Regions from separate parts of the Mus musculus genome. Here region 2 is linked to region 1. The links are chromatin contacts, called in public Hi-C maps. All regions are on one chromosome and are shown on one strand. Each heading gives the region's core, a stretch centred on a gene start, on an enhancer-like site or on the middle of the called end of the contact. The rest is flanking DNA. Distances are from core to core; before and after follow the strand shown.

The links. A called contact is a pair of places that touch in the nucleus more often than the background predicts.
Region 2: a Hi-C map of muscle stem cells shows a contact between it and region 1, with 3 times the contacts expected there. The contact joins the promoter of Pitx2 here to the enhancer-like site in region 1. A contact is called at or near these places in 2 of 39 promoter capture datasets (cranial neural crest and embryonic stem cells), 4 of 484 Hi-C or Micro-C datasets (the C2C12 cell line, muscle stem cells, myocytes and 1 more) and 1 of 9 other capture datasets (pancreatic islet).

The regions. Positions count from the first base shown.
Region 1 is chr3:129,097,739-129,105,205 of GRCm38.p6, forward strand. Gm35726 (a long non-coding RNA gene) reads right to left here. Exons shown (of 3, transcript XR_867631.3): 2 at 7,363-7,445. Among named protein-coding and RNA genes, the nearest start is that of Gm35726, 4.3 kb to the right of the region's middle. Within about 2 kb of position 2,678, at least 1 of the 459 cell types and tissues checked has an H3K27ac peak or open chromatin away from gene starts, as enhancers often do. A contact at or near this core is called in muscle stem cells, where this site is marked.
Region 2 is chr3:129,196,604-129,204,070 of GRCm38.p6, forward strand. Pitx2 (paired-like homeodomain transcription factor 2) reads left to right here and starts at 3,275. Exons shown (of 5, transcript NM_011098.4): 1 at 3,275-3,559; 2 at 7,334-7,389. The coding sequence starts at 7,344. Gm40149 (a long non-coding RNA gene) reads right to left here and starts at 2,306. Exons shown (of 4, transcript XR_867634.2): 1 at 652-2,306.

The DNA.
Region 1 (7,467 bases), core at 1,428-3,927:
ATGACAAAATTGAGTCTCTAAGGAAACCAAAAATTTTCACTTCACCTTCACTCCTCCATCACAACATATTTTTAATCATTGTATCTGTTATTTGTTCTCTTTAAATTGTCATAAGCTAAAAGAAATAAAAATAAATAATAAAATGACTTGATGTAGTTAAATTCATATATTTTTGATATTTTTCACATTTCAAGAAAAAAAAACTTGCTTTATATTGATTAGAAACTATGTTCCAAGGATGAGGAATGACCTATGCTATGAAATGATGTAATGGCTTACATCTTAGCTAAACACATACTAGCCAGGATCTAGCTCTATGAACAACCCTCTCAATATTTTCCTTTAAATGAACTCAAGGAAACTTAAATGTCTTAAGTATAGGTTTTACTGAGAAGCAGCTGATAGCTGAGCATTAAGTGTGTGTGGAAAACATCAAGTTGGGAAAAACCAATGAGCTACCCCTACATACAGCCCCTGGGTTTCAGGAGCATTGAATGTCAGACCAAAACAACTAACATAAAAATCCATAGGCATCAGGACTACACAGACTGATAACCACCTCTTCCCAGAAGAATATTTGCATAAGAAAGTAAATGATCTCATATATAAGGACAAATATGCAAACATGTACTCCTAGTGACAAATTCTAGTACATTTTCAACTCTATTCATGTCAAAAAGAAGAATTTAAGTTGGATAAACTTACTAAGTAGACATGTTTATAGACATGTTCATTCATACATTCCCTTTTCTTTGTTCTTGCACACTGAACTTTAATGATGATAGCGTCTTTAGAATATGCTTCATAGTCAGGCAGTAGTGGCACACACCTTTAATCCCAGCACTTGGGAGGCAGAGGCAGGCGGATTTCTGAGTTCGAGGCCAGCCTGGTCTACAAAGTGAGTTCCAGGACAGCCAGGGCTACACAGAGAAACCCTGTCTCAAAAAAAATAAAAAATAAAAACAAAAACGAAAGAGAGAGAGAGAGAGAACATACTTCATATCCAAAGCATATCATCACCATCATTAAATTCAAGTGTTTTTAGAATAAATGCTTTACCTTTTACCATTAAGACTTAACAGGAAGCATTCCTATAGACCAGAACAACACGGGGAAATGCTTTTTAATGTTGCATCAAGGAATACATTTTATGTGGTGAATGTATTTGTTTAATGTCCTAAAAATATAGTGGACTTTGATGTTGCCATTTTTAAGCTATTTTATTGAGTTCTTATACTGCTACCACCCTTCCAACACTTATTTTACTCTTACCCCTTCCAACCCCCTAACACTAGGTAGGAGAGAAGGAAGGTTAGAGGTGAAAGGGGACTTAGACCTCTTTTGACTACTTCCTGGTGATTAGGGGCATTGTTTCCTTGGGCCAAGTCAGGTCTTTGTTGTCAGAATATCTCCAACTCCTCCTCAATCTGCAACAACAGCAACCAGAAGCAGCAGTAGAAGCAGCAGGGGCAGGAGAGAGAGAGGAGGCAGGGGAGGAAGGGGAGGCAGGGGAGGAAGGGGAGGAAGGGGAGGCAGGGGAGGAAGGGGAGGCAGGGGAGGAAGGGGAGGAAGGGGAGGCAGGGGAGGCAGCAGTGGCAGGTGAAGAAACAGCCTTCACATACACTCTCTGGACTCTGTTATTTATACCCTCTCCGTAGACCTCAAAATTAAACTATCTGCAGCTAGCAAAAATCACTTCCCTGCTAGAGCACAGAGCAAACCACAATCACCTACTGTGAAGCAGCCTCTTACCCTATTCCTGAGATTAAAATAAAAACATATTAACATAACATAACGGGGTGGTTTTTTTCTTCTCTTTCATTACTGGGTTTTTTAAGAAACCAAAATTCTCATTTGGGGAAGTATTTTTGTTCATCAAAGGTAATTGTCATCTCACTCCCTGGCCTGTTTACCTTTTCTCCTTGGCATCTTTTAATAGAACATATTTCTTCTGTTTGTCTTCTGTCTCCTAACTAGAAAATAAGTTTCAGGAAAGTAGAGAACTTTGTCTGCCTTGTTTGTTACCATTCCCTGGAACAGTACATAGTATACAGTAGGAGCTCAGTAAATGTGTTTTGAGTTAATGAAAAATGAAATTTACCTCCATTCCTTACAAGTAAAAGACAAGCTCATGCAATCATGAAGAACCAAAATACAAAGCATTAAACATTAGCAACAACATAGATATGACAAGAGCATTCTGCCTTAGCAATTACTCCTTACCAAAATGCAAATGGAAGGGTATCTGTCTAATGTCCTGACTCTAATATTCCTGACTCAAATTTGTGCAATTTATTGGCCCAAACTGCAACATCTCCTGCTTTGTAGCATTGCTAGGTTTCTCCTTCATTATTTCACATTTTAGCATCCAGTCACTAGCAATTTTTATTTGAATGTTCAGCTTTGAACAAATCTCGACGGGAATATTTCTTGACATTACAACAAATTTGGAAGGCACAAGAACTATATAAATGTGAACATAAATCAACTACCACAAGTGACCTCAGTGGTATGGCATCTAGGACACGTACTGGCTTGGGGTATTAATTTTCCTCACAAAGATCATGCTGGCTGCTGGCAATTAGTTCTCTTTGAGGCTAAGATCTTCTGTCTCCCATCACGCTCCACTCCCCACAACCCCAGCCCCACTGAATTCTGCTCACCCTCAGTTTGCCAGTCCTGGCTCCACATACCTTCTCAGCCACTTGTTCAGGACCAGCTGTTTTCTGTGCCTAGTTACTGCCACAGTAAGAGAACACCAATCACTAGCTTGCCAATGATGGTGGAAAATTTAGTGCTACCGGGAGTCTTAATAAATCCACATTAACTTCTCTTTAAAGAGTGTCCAGGCTGGTAAGCTGCCAGCATTGTCCCTGTGATGGCTCAGCCTGGCACCATGGAAAGTTCACAGACTTTAAGATTAGGCAGCCCTGGGTTCAAATTCCATCTGCAAGGTTTTTAAAAAATAGCTCACATTTAATGAAGTACTCTCAGCATTACAGCATTACCGAAACTAGCATCATTTCACACTCTTGATGAGATGACCCAAGTTCCATTATTCCTGTTTTTGCAAATGAGAAATGAAGATGTAGTCGCACTATAAGCCACATAACTAATAAGTGGCAAAGCAGGACCTTGACTGTAGTTTTTCAAATCCATAGTTCTGGTCACTATTTTATGTTTTCTGTGTGCATTTGAAAGGAATGTTTATTTTATTGACTCCTGAGGCATAAATGGGAAAACATTATTGTCCACTAACATGATGACGGCTCAATGCGTGTGAGAGGCGAGCCTCCTATCTATCTCTGATGGCAAACTATGATGAGGCCTGATTATTATTCCAGGAGAGTTAGTGAATGATTTCACAGACTGAAGGAAGAATTCTTTTTGCTTTAGAGATAAACATACGAATGCTTACAGATGCAATAATACTATCCCTGCCTTGGCTTAAAAATAACCCAGTGGTGTAAAGATTAAAGATCACTGTGCTGTCTGCTTGAGACATGAAGGCAGTGGGAACTGCTAATAGGAGTCAGCTGGTTTTATTTTATTTAGAAAGTATTTTTTAACAAACCTCTTAAAATAATTTTTAAAAGTGGGGTGGTAAAGGCATTTATAAAACTAGAGGGTCTTGCTTTTAAGAAAGACTTTCTACCACCTTGAAATAAGCCATTTAAACTTCTTCTATGAATAAATCTCCTTTTTGTATAACAGTTATATAAATGAGAAGTTGTTGGCACATGAGGAAAAGAGTGATCTTGTGCCACATTAAAAAAGGTAACAGGCATGAAGTCACATGAGCCGCATTGAGGCGGCCTCAGAACCAGCGCTCTGCTTCTGCACGGCATCCCTGGATTTACATGGTGACTAAACAGAGGAATTAGATGGGTTTTGCTTTGCACACAGAGCCTTAAAACGTGGTTACCTACAATAAACAGAAGGCTTGACTCCTTTAGACAATAATTTTTTTAATGTATAAAACACATGTAGTATTTTCTCTCTGAGAAGATACTGGATTCTAAAAATATCAAGAAAGTACCAAGTAAATATTATTAATAGTGACTGATAATTAGTCTTATTTATACAAATCCCATTTTCTTATCAACATTTAAAAACATGATATAAGTTTTGAATTGTAGGCTTTTTCCCCAAAGTGTGAAACAATAATAAAGAAAGTAATAGTAAGCTAAAATTTGCAGGAAGGTTCATTTAATGAATGCACTAAGAATGCACCCACTGCCTTCAATTCTACTATGCAAATATAGGCAGTAATTTGGATGGCCTGAAAGCATGTATTCTGACTAAAATGAAAGAGATTATAAGCTCTATATAAGGCATGGACACCAGGCTGAGTTTCCAGCTCTATCAGTCCACCACAGTCTTTGTGTGTTGGGAAAACATTTACTAACCTTTGCTGTATCTACCAGAAAGTATTCTAAATGTCTCCCTTGTTCAAGGACCAGTTTGCTGTCCTAAGAGAAACAACCAACACTGACAGAAAAAGGAATGTGTTGCATACAATTAAACAAGTATTTGGAGGTCTTTGAATACATATTTATGGAGTTACAAACCAAAACGTGGCCTCCAGCAGACAGGGAGATATCTAATATATTCTCTTCGTGGCTCCTGAACAACTGGAGCCGGGGGCAGGGGTAGGAGGGAAAAGTTATCCCGAAAACTGTTGCCTGACTGTGGGATATGGTCTTCTAGTTGGGCTGCTTTGTCTGGTCTCAGTGGGAGAGGATGTCCCTAGCCACACAGAGACTTGATGTGCCAGGGTGAGAGGATACCCATATATATACATACTCTCTTCAATAATTTTGTGAATCATGGCAGCAGTACAACACATTCTGAGAAAAGATGCTTAGAGCTACAGAAAAACAAAAATCAGTATCAAGTTACAATTAAAATTAATAACATATAGGAAAAGCTGCAGCCTTGAATGCAAACTACTGACTATTCCCTTTCCTACCATTACCAAAAAAGGCACCAGAACCAGGAAAAGGCAACCACACTACCCTAGAAAGAATTCTAAACTCTCAGATCAGAACTGGGATGCTTTTTGAGCCCAGTTTTGTTCAAGTCTTACAGCCTCTTCAAACTTATTCATCTACAAGTTGATGCTAATGATGCCAGTGTCACAGCTGACAACATTGGCTAGAAATGTAACTGAAAAATAGAGTGTTTGTCTAGCGCATGAAGAGCCCTGGGCTTGTTGCTTAGCACTGGAAAATAAGAAGAAAAGAAAGGAAAGAAGGGGGATGGAGAGGAGAGGAGAGGAGAGGAGAGGAGAGGAGAGGAGAGGAGAGGAGAGGAGAGGAGAGGAGAGGAGAGGAGAGGAGAGGAGAGGGAAATTTTCTAACAAAGAATATTGAGATTATTGAGAATTTTGACTGGGAATATTTAGATTAAATTACATACAGTTAAACCTTTCAATGAGAAAATCTTTATTATTTATTCTTTATAGACAAAACATTAATGTTAATGTAAAACTGTTGCGTAAGAAAATGGCATGGGGGATTGCCCCTGTTCTATTCTGTGACTAGAATTACCTGCTCCCTCTGAGAGAAGCACAGAGAATGTAGCCAGGAGCACAAGTCTCCAGTAGAGACAGTCATGAATACAACCTTTGCTTCATCACCCTGGACAAAAATCCTCTTAGTTTCAGAAAAATAATTATAACTAGAAAGCTGTCTAATAGACAAAAAAATTATAATGTGGAAACGAAATGTATAAAGAATGAAAATAGAATTATTTTTTAATTTATACCTGAGCTAAACTTGTGGGTTTTTAAAACTGTATTTGCCTATTAATTATTCTACAAAATCACGAACTGTGATTTAGAATTTTAAAATCCATGAAAATAAAATAGAAATATTTTACACAAAACTCCCCTGTGACAAAGTTAAAGCTTTTGCTTGCTAAGGTATTAGAGACTCTTTTTTTGAGACTTTTATTTTTTAATTCTTACAACATATCCGATATTTCACTATGCTACTTTCTACAGAGACATAACTTACTAACTGCTGGCAAAAGAGGCGGTGAATTTGCACACAAGCATTCAATATTTGATGACATATCCCCACAACACATTTACATCACCTTCCTGTCTGCCTGATCCCGTGACAGAAAAAGACCGTGGATCCTGACAGTGGAGGGGGAAAAAAAGTGAAGAGCAGCCAATCACTGACATCTTCATTCAGTAAGCCCCCTCCCTCCGAAAGATGCTTTGAGAAGCGTCTTGGCAAACTCGATATTGTTCTCATGGCGCAAGCATGACTTCTCTGAGGAGACACTAGATCTTGTAACAGAAATATCTTTAAATCTTTTAGATAGCCAGTCCACAGGGAAAGGTTTAAGAAAGGATCAAAGCGTGTCCTTTCAGCTTGAATTATTCCATTACAGCTGAATGTGACATAATTACAAAAGATGTTGTATGTGGAATCTCATCAGGATTATCTAACACTCGTCTTTGTTGGCAAAGTCTCCCCAGCTGTTGCTCTGATCGCCCAAATGTGACCGGAGTACAGAGTCCAAAAGTCCGCTGCAAGGGGCAAGCTTACCTTCCTTAGGCCATTTTGGGACTTTCCACAGTTATCAATAGCATTTTATTATTTTTAAATACCATTTTCATCTAAAGCAGTTTTGGAAAACATCTTTTTTTTTTTTAAGCTGCATCTAGGGGCTTATTTTTGGCACGTTTGTGTTCGAATCAGCCAAACTCATTTAGCTATAATATTTCAATCAGAAATGATCACTTGTGTCCCTTTACAAGTCAGCCTCGTGCTTATTTGTTCAGTCACTCTCGGCGTAATTTAGTGCCCCTCCCCCCCCCCCCCCCCCCCCCGCTCTCGGGGCCTGTTACTGGCTTCGTGGTAGAAAGTCTTGTTATGAAGAATGACTCAGAAAGAGCATTTATGACCCTGAAAATGAAATAAGCTGAATAAATATTTAATTCCCTACCATGTTTAACACGTTCTGGCCATCCGTAATCACGTTTAAAATTTTTTAAAGGTGTGCATTGTGCGGACCATTTGCCAAAGTTTCTCTCATCTTGACTATCACGATGGAAGTTCGATTGTAAAACGTAACATCAAACATGAAATGTTGAGTAATTACTCATTCCAAAGGATTTGAGGAAAGCAAAAGAAAAAAAAAAATACTTTTCTTCCCTTCCTTGCCGTGGATTACATTTTCTTCATACATTATTAATGAAGTTAAACTACTAGTAACATGCCAAATGTGCCGCACGGGAGATTTGTGTCTAATCCAGCACAAAACAGGCTCAGTCACATAATGGCGGAAAGAAGAACAAATGTCAACAGTTTCACACTGGGACTAGATTAAGCAGCTCATACTTACTGGTTCCTTACACAGGGATTAGTTCACTTTTAGCGCGACGAGAAGGAAGGCCACACTTCTCTTATATTAACACAAAACTGCACCTGAGGAAAAAAAAATAAAATA
Region 2 (7,467 bases), core at 2,025-4,524, 99 kb after region 1:
CAGACGACCCGGCCCTTAAGAAGCTAGTATCTTTGATGCTACAATCTTGTTTACATCTGCAAGGCAAAGAATTGCTCGCTTGGCTTGGACACTCCTTCTAACCCCTTCTGCTTCGAAGTAGCGATCAGAATCTAAATACAACCGCTGTGGCCCACTCTGGCGTTGCTGCTTTGACGAAGGGAAAAAAAAAAAAAAAAAAAAAAGACCTGAAATCCACGTCTTAAATCAGCTCAGTGGTTTGTTACCCACCCCTACCCACCCCCCAGCACCCTGCCTCCCTGATGCATGCCTAATGTATTCCCTGGTGATTCTGAGCATTAATTAGTTGTTTAATGGGAGTATGACTAAAAATGTAAAAGAAGGATTAGGAGCGTGAAACGTATGTCCAGCTCCTTCCCCACACTCGAGGAGGGAATGAGAATCATTCTGGATCTTCTATTTCTCCAGGAGCCATTTGCATTCCCACCAGCTGCTCACTTCTGCTGCACTGGTGCTGGGCGCTGCTGAAGACCCAGCTCAGCACCGAGAGACTACAGCCGCCCATTCTGGGGGTTAACCCAGCCGGGTGGGGGAGACTCCCGACGACAGAGAGTGGAGAGTGGGCGTCCGCTTCCCTTCCCGGAGCCCCTTCCCCCAGCCCTGGCTGCAAACCTCTGAATCCTGAAAGTGGGGAAAGAGTTGTCTGGGCAGATGTGCGCGGCTCTCTACTCTGCTCCTTTCTCTTTTCCTCTGCTCTCAAGCCGGTCTTGATTTCCAGCTTCTTCCCACATTTCTGTGAGACTCTCCAGCCACGCCACCAGCTCCTGGCCAGACTGATCTTTTAGGAGCCCCTCTTAATGTCTCTAAAATGCAAAGGGAAAAATAAGAGAGAGATGGGGCAATAGCCCATTATTTTAGAGGGTGACGACCCAGCAAAATAATAATGGATGGGCAGAGATGACAATGTTCTTGTTCAGGAAGTATTCCGGTGAGGTGAGACCAGAGTTCAGTGAGAGGACTTGTTGAGATGCTTGATTTTTTTCCCCCAAAAGGCTCAAAGGGGGTGGGGGGAAGAGGAAATAAAAATAAAAACAGCACGTGACTGTTTTCCTCCTGAATCTCTTCCTTTAAATGGCATTACTTTGGTTTCCCATTGAGTTAGGAGAAAAAGTTTGAGTTTTCATGGATCTTACAAGGTTAGAGATGGCTTAAAATGCAGATCTCTCGTCGGTTTTCCTGGAGACTGAAGAGGCTAACTCTTTCCATAAAATGAGTCGACTGTTAGCTATTTCAAAGTGAAGGGATTTGGCACTCAAAACAAATTGAGCAAGTTTGTTTGCCTGTTTTTCCTGCTAACACCAATGAATTGAAACCACGGAGTCATTCAAGAAAACACAGAACATACTCCAAACAGCCTCCAGATTCAAAGGAAACTCGGCGTGTGTGCGGTAGCCCTGGGTTAACTTTTCTTGTGTATACATCCCGTGGGCATCCTTCAGAGGAGTCAGCATTATCTTCCTCAAATTGCATGAACTGGTGTGCTGATTTAGGAAGAAAAGCTGTATGAATTTTAGAGGGGACTTTATTTTCTATTAGGGACCAAGGAGAATTAGGGACCAAGGAGAAATGCAGTTTAATGGCGGGTCTGGTTGGGTTTTGTTCCCAGGCAAGGTTTAATATTGGTGAGAAAAACGCCAAACCATGAGGTACAGCTATTTTCTGATATTTTCCTAAAACATATCTTGAAGGGATGCACTTGAGATTGAAAGAACTTTGTCCCATATGTCTGGCAGAAGCCTTCACTCCTGGTCTTCCAGGCGAATCATATTTATAGCCCTTCCACGCAAAGGCAAGACCCTGCCAAAATATCCTGTTCGTTTCCAAAGTACAGACGCATTAGGAAATCAGAAAATATGAAATTAGAAGTAGGACCCACTTGTAGACTAGGAAAGGCCCCTTTCAGCCTTACATACTCTGGACTTTCAAGAACATTCGCTCATATGGGGGGGAACTTCCTTCTCCTTCCCCACCCCCATCCCGGTGCAATTTAATACCACTCTCAGTCAGGAACCTTAACCTCGTCATTTTAAAAAATGAGATATCCGCGACCCGGGGTGAACTTGTTGAGTGTAGGTACAGCAGAGGAAATTCTAGACTCTGAGAGTCCCAGACTTGAGCAAGAGATCCCATGCCGACACACTGGCCGGTGTGTGGCCCTGTCTACCTGCGCTCTTCCACTCTGATCCACCCGTCTTGACCTCAGACACCACCGTGACCTAGCCCTTGCCTTACTGTAGTTCAGGCCTCCCTCCGGTCATCGTCTGGTAATATCTCCCTCCTCCTCCTCCTCCTCCTCCTCCTCCTCCTCCTCCTCCTCCTCCTCCTCCTCCTCCTCCTCCTCCTCCCCCTCCCTCTCTCCCTCCCTCCCTCTCTCCCTCCCTCTCTCCCTTCCTTACCCCTTTTTCTTTCTTTCTTTCTCTCTCCTTCCCTCCCTTCTTTCATCCCCCCCACACACACCTATCGGCTGTGGCTCTCCCACCTTCTGCCGCTAGCTCACCCTATTTTTCTAACTTCTCCCAGTCATCATCTTCTCTTTGCCACCCCATCCATCCACCCACCTTCAGTGCTGCCCTCTGTGGATCCCTCAATTCCCTCCCACTGCCCCTGTAGACAATCAGTACAGTAACCAGCTTTCCTCTACTCCGCGGGCCTGAAAGGAGGTCACGCGCGCGCACACTCACATCCACACTTCGAAAGCCTCACCCGGATCAAACCAAGCCACACTGCCCTTTGTTTCATTTCATGGGCCACTTTGCTAGTCCCTTCCTCGTAAGCCACCCAGACTTTGCTCCGCGCGAATAGGTTTCTGTCTCCCCAGGCTCTGGCCCTCCCACTCAGATTTAGAAGGGGTTTGACGCACAACCGTTTTTTCTCCGTCCATTCCATCCTTGTCCCTTTCCTACCATCCCCACCATCCTGCTCCCCAGCTTGAGTGCTAGCTCCTGCCACTGGTCAGCTCCTGTCGGTCGGTAGTTGCCTCCGGCCCCTGATCCTCCGCTCCTCCCTCCTGGGTTCTGTCCGGGACCGCAGTCTCCTGGGCCCCTGGGCCTCACTTCTCAGCCCTAGTGGTCCCCTGTCCCCTCGATCGCCCCTGCACGCTCCCCCACCCCCGCAGTGGCCCAAGGCTGTGCTCGCCCCTTGATCGCCCAGCGTACAGCAGGCTCGGCCGCCCGCCCGCGCGCCACTGTGCACTGGAGTTTGGTGGAATCTCTGCTGACGTCACGACACTCCGCACACGGAGTCGGAGCGGAGGGAAGAGAGAGGGATGAGAGCGAGGGAGGGGAGAGAGAGTGCGAGACCGAGAGAGAAAGCCGGAGAGCAGCAGACAGAAACTGCCGGCGCCCGCTAGCTTTAGCAGCCCCCCGCGTGGACCCTCTCGGAACTTGGCACCCTCAAGATCCCCGCAGTTCCACCCAGACCCGCTCCACGGCGCTGGCTGTGCAGCCCGAGCCTCGGCCGCCTGGCAGTCACCCTGGGAAGCGGTGGGACGGGGAGACAGCCGTTCTCTCTCCGGTAGCCGGTAAGTGGAGGCCCTCTCTCCCACAGAGCTGTGAGATAATGCGAGTCTGGAAATTTGTTCCACTCTGGAGAACCTCCGCCGTGTATGATTTGTGGCTCGCCGGGCTTGTTTCTCCAGATTCAGCGCAGTTGGCAAACAGATCTTACAGAGCCCCTGTTCCGTTCGCCCTCAATCGCAGACACTAGAACAGTCCTACCCGGCGTTGAAGTCGACTGGAAGCCAGGCATGGCTGGCAGTTAAAACGAGGCATCTTCCCTGAAATTTCGATGCCAACAGGGTAGGGAGAAATCCTCCAGCTGAGGATTAGCCCAGTCAAGATAAAGGGCCAGCTACAAAGTTTCAGCTACTGGAATAGATTAGCCCCTTCCCATCATTACCCATTGGAAAAAAAAGGAGATTCCATCTTAACCGGCGGTTAGTGACCTCTCAGGCCCAAGCGAATTACCTGAGAGCCAGGCCTAGATGCCAACCCGCACAATTACTTCGGATTATAAATCCTTTAAATTGATCATCAGTCAACTCCAATCTTGTACTGAGGGAGATGCATTTTAAACGGATGCGGAGAGGCCACTATTTTGCAACTGGTAACTAAGTAAAAACATGCGATTCCAAACCAGCGAAATACAGTCCTTTTATTCCAATTAAATCACCTTCCCTAAACAATTTAGAAATCAAACTATCCTAGGAGGCTGGGATATTTTTGTTTTTATTCTATTTTGTAGGACTACCGTATTTTTTTGAGGTAAATTAAAATGGGGAGAGAGTCTTTTACTATTATGAATTACAATAATATGCATTCATACATTCTAAACGATTTAACGAACAAGTAATTTGATTTTTAAGAGATCTCTGCATCCTTTTCAGACCATTAGTTACAATTAAAGATATTTTATTCTCATGCAGTATCATTTAGAGGAGACTCCACCTAAAACCAATAATTTCACAGAAACAAAGATTGTTACTGAAGTGAATTGAGGACTTGTTGTTGTTGTTGTTGTTGTTGTTGTTGTTGTTGTTTGGGGGGCGTTGAAAATGAGCACAGTATTCCAATAATCAAAGTTTAGTTTCAAAACAAAGTAGCTACTTCACTTATGGAATGTTTTGCTTTGCCTCAGCAAAACTACGCCTAAGTTACTGCCCTGCTTTGTCCTGTAAGCTGAGCACTGTAGCTCCAAAGCTCCAGAAGCACACATTCCACAGAGCTTTAAAGAAAGCTTGCTCATGGTGAAGCACGGGGCTGTGCTAAAGTGGTATCTTAATTTCCTTAAATGATTACCCACTGCAAATTAATTTGCTGGCTAATCACACCAATTTAGTTCATTTAAAACATATGGCCTCATGCTTTTTATTTTTCAGCTTTCCATGAATGGTTCTGCTGTGGGATAAGAAAGGAAATGAAAAGGGTGAAATGGGAAAGAATTTTTGTTTTTTTGTTTTTTGTTTTTTGTGTTTTCTTGGACTGATTAGAACTCGTAGCTTCTTCTACAATTCCATCCTTGTACTGCTTGGGCAGAAATCATTTTTGAAACAAACTGCTCTGTTTCTTAGGGCTTGCCTATCTGCCTGGCCGGAGTGGCACTGTGCATGCTAATTGCTGGATAGTGCTTCATTAACACAATATGGAATGGAAGCTGACCCAAACCAGATTGCTTGGTATATACATTCCAACCAGGATGGGAACTTTTGGCATGAGAATAACTTCTAATCAGGAAACGTCTCCTATCTAAAATGTTGAGATTAGCCATCAAAACCAGTGTTGTAATCTGGCAGTGAAATTTGTCTGTCACACGTTAGCCACCTTGATAGGACAAGTTTAAGTATCATCAGATAAGACTTGAAGGTCTCTCTTTAAAGAAAAAAATCTTCCTCAGTTAGTTAGACTGGACCCATTTATTAGGCCTGGTCGTTCTATGGAGCATAAAGTCTCAGGATTCACATTACTGCGAAATAAAATACATCTCAAAGTCACAAGGACGTGTAGCAAGGAGCTAAGGAACACGTCTTGATCTTTTCACTCCTTGGGCCGAAACCTACGGGGTCTTGAAGCGTTGCTTCTTACTGCTTTGATTGGTCTTCAGCACCAAAGCGTGGGGGGATGGGGGTGGGAGGAAATGTGTAGCAACTGACTTTACAGGTCAGGTCTTTCTCTTCTGTATATTTCAGTCCTTGAAAATAAATAAATAAATAAAACTATTTGCAGTAGCCATCTGCAATGTTGGGGCTACCGGCTAATAATGCAGCCAGTTCAGACATATAAAAAAAAAAAAGATTATCGAAATGATGATGCCATGCAAATTTCCCCCGAAATTATCATAAGTAAACATTTGGAGTCTGGACTAATAAAATCCCATCTGTGTTACTTCATATCGAGTTAGTAGAAAGCTGTGATAATGAATTTTGTAATATCTCCCGAACAGACATCTCAATCAGACACTAATCCTGTGATTTTACTGCAGAATCGCTAAATCTGGAGCCGCCAAACTGCTACTTCTGGGCCCACGGGTCCACAAGGATCGGCAGAATCCCTACCCGGGTCTCATTAGCTGGGGGAGGGGGGACCTGCTTGTGGCTCCCCAGTCTTGGATCCCCAGGCCACCACACCAGGCGGCCCCTCCTCCAGGCAGCACGACCTTGGCCAGAGTCCCCTGGAGCTTGGATTGCTCCAGAAGAGACTGAGGAGCGCGTGAAAATGCTCCTGAGGCCAAAACTCGGCCCACTGGCCTGGCAATGCCCGCTCTCACCTCCAGCCCTGGTCTCTAAGAGAAAAGGATCCTCCGATCGCAGGCATACCCTGTTAGCAAGAGTCAGGAGCCAAGATTCAGGGGGCCTGAGAATCCCTTCTTCCCTTTCTTGTCTTGAAAGCAACCATTCCATCTAGCCCTCCGCCACCCACCTCTCCCGGTTTGCCTGTGGCAAAGAAAAGGGGCCGCGTCAAAAGCTTGGCTGTCTGAGTTGCGGTTGGAAATTTGAAAAGGATCTAGCTTGCCTGGGACGGCAAAGGCCGAAACTGGAGGAGCAGCCTCCTCGGTGCTGTTTGGGCTTGGCGGCCCCTCCAGAAACGCTTGCCCGGGTCTCCTGTCTCGCTCCAGCCCGTCGTGTAACTCGGCTCTACGATCTTAAATCATACTTTAGGGTAAATAAATGGCTGGATGAGTATCTCCAGGGAAAAGTATGGCTAAATATGGAAACGCGGCTCCTGGTGGATGAGCGGCCCTAACTCAGCTCGCTCCTGGAGCACCCTTGGCCGAGAGTTCCCTCCCTTTCAGAATAACAGAAAAGCGGAGGGAAAGTTGCTTTGTGCGACCCGGCATGCTGTTTCTGGCCTTCTGCAAATGTTTGCTGAGCTCAAATTGACTGACACCGTATTGAATGGCGATCTTTCCAAAGAGAAGTCCATTCTCTCCACCCCCAAATCGTGTATCAGCTTAAGGTGGCTCCTCGGCCTAGGCGCCCTTGAACGTAGTCCCCGCAGCTTCTCCAGAAGCTTGTGGGTTCACTGGCCTCCTAACCTCTGGGCCCTTTCCCCTTCAACTGGGGACTTAATTCCTCCAGGTAAACATCTCGGTGGGAGTCCTGGATTTAGAGCCCGGAAGACGTTGCTGGACTCCGTGGGGCTCTCCGGCCCGAGAGGCGTGCCTGAATCCCCCAGCACCTAGCAGCACACTTCACACCTAGAGTCGATCCTGACCTCCGCGCAAGTAGCTAGCTGCCTTTGAGCCTCCAACTCCCTACAGCTGCCACTTCTCAAAGTCCCACTTCTCTTCTGTTTTGCAGATAACCGGGAATGGAGACCAATTGTCGCAAACTAGTGTCGGCCTGCGTGCAATTAGGTAAGAAGCTCACTTCTCCTGCCCGGGTCCCTAGAAGGGAGTCAGGCTGCGTCTTGAGAGAGAGGAGAAGGCTCCGGC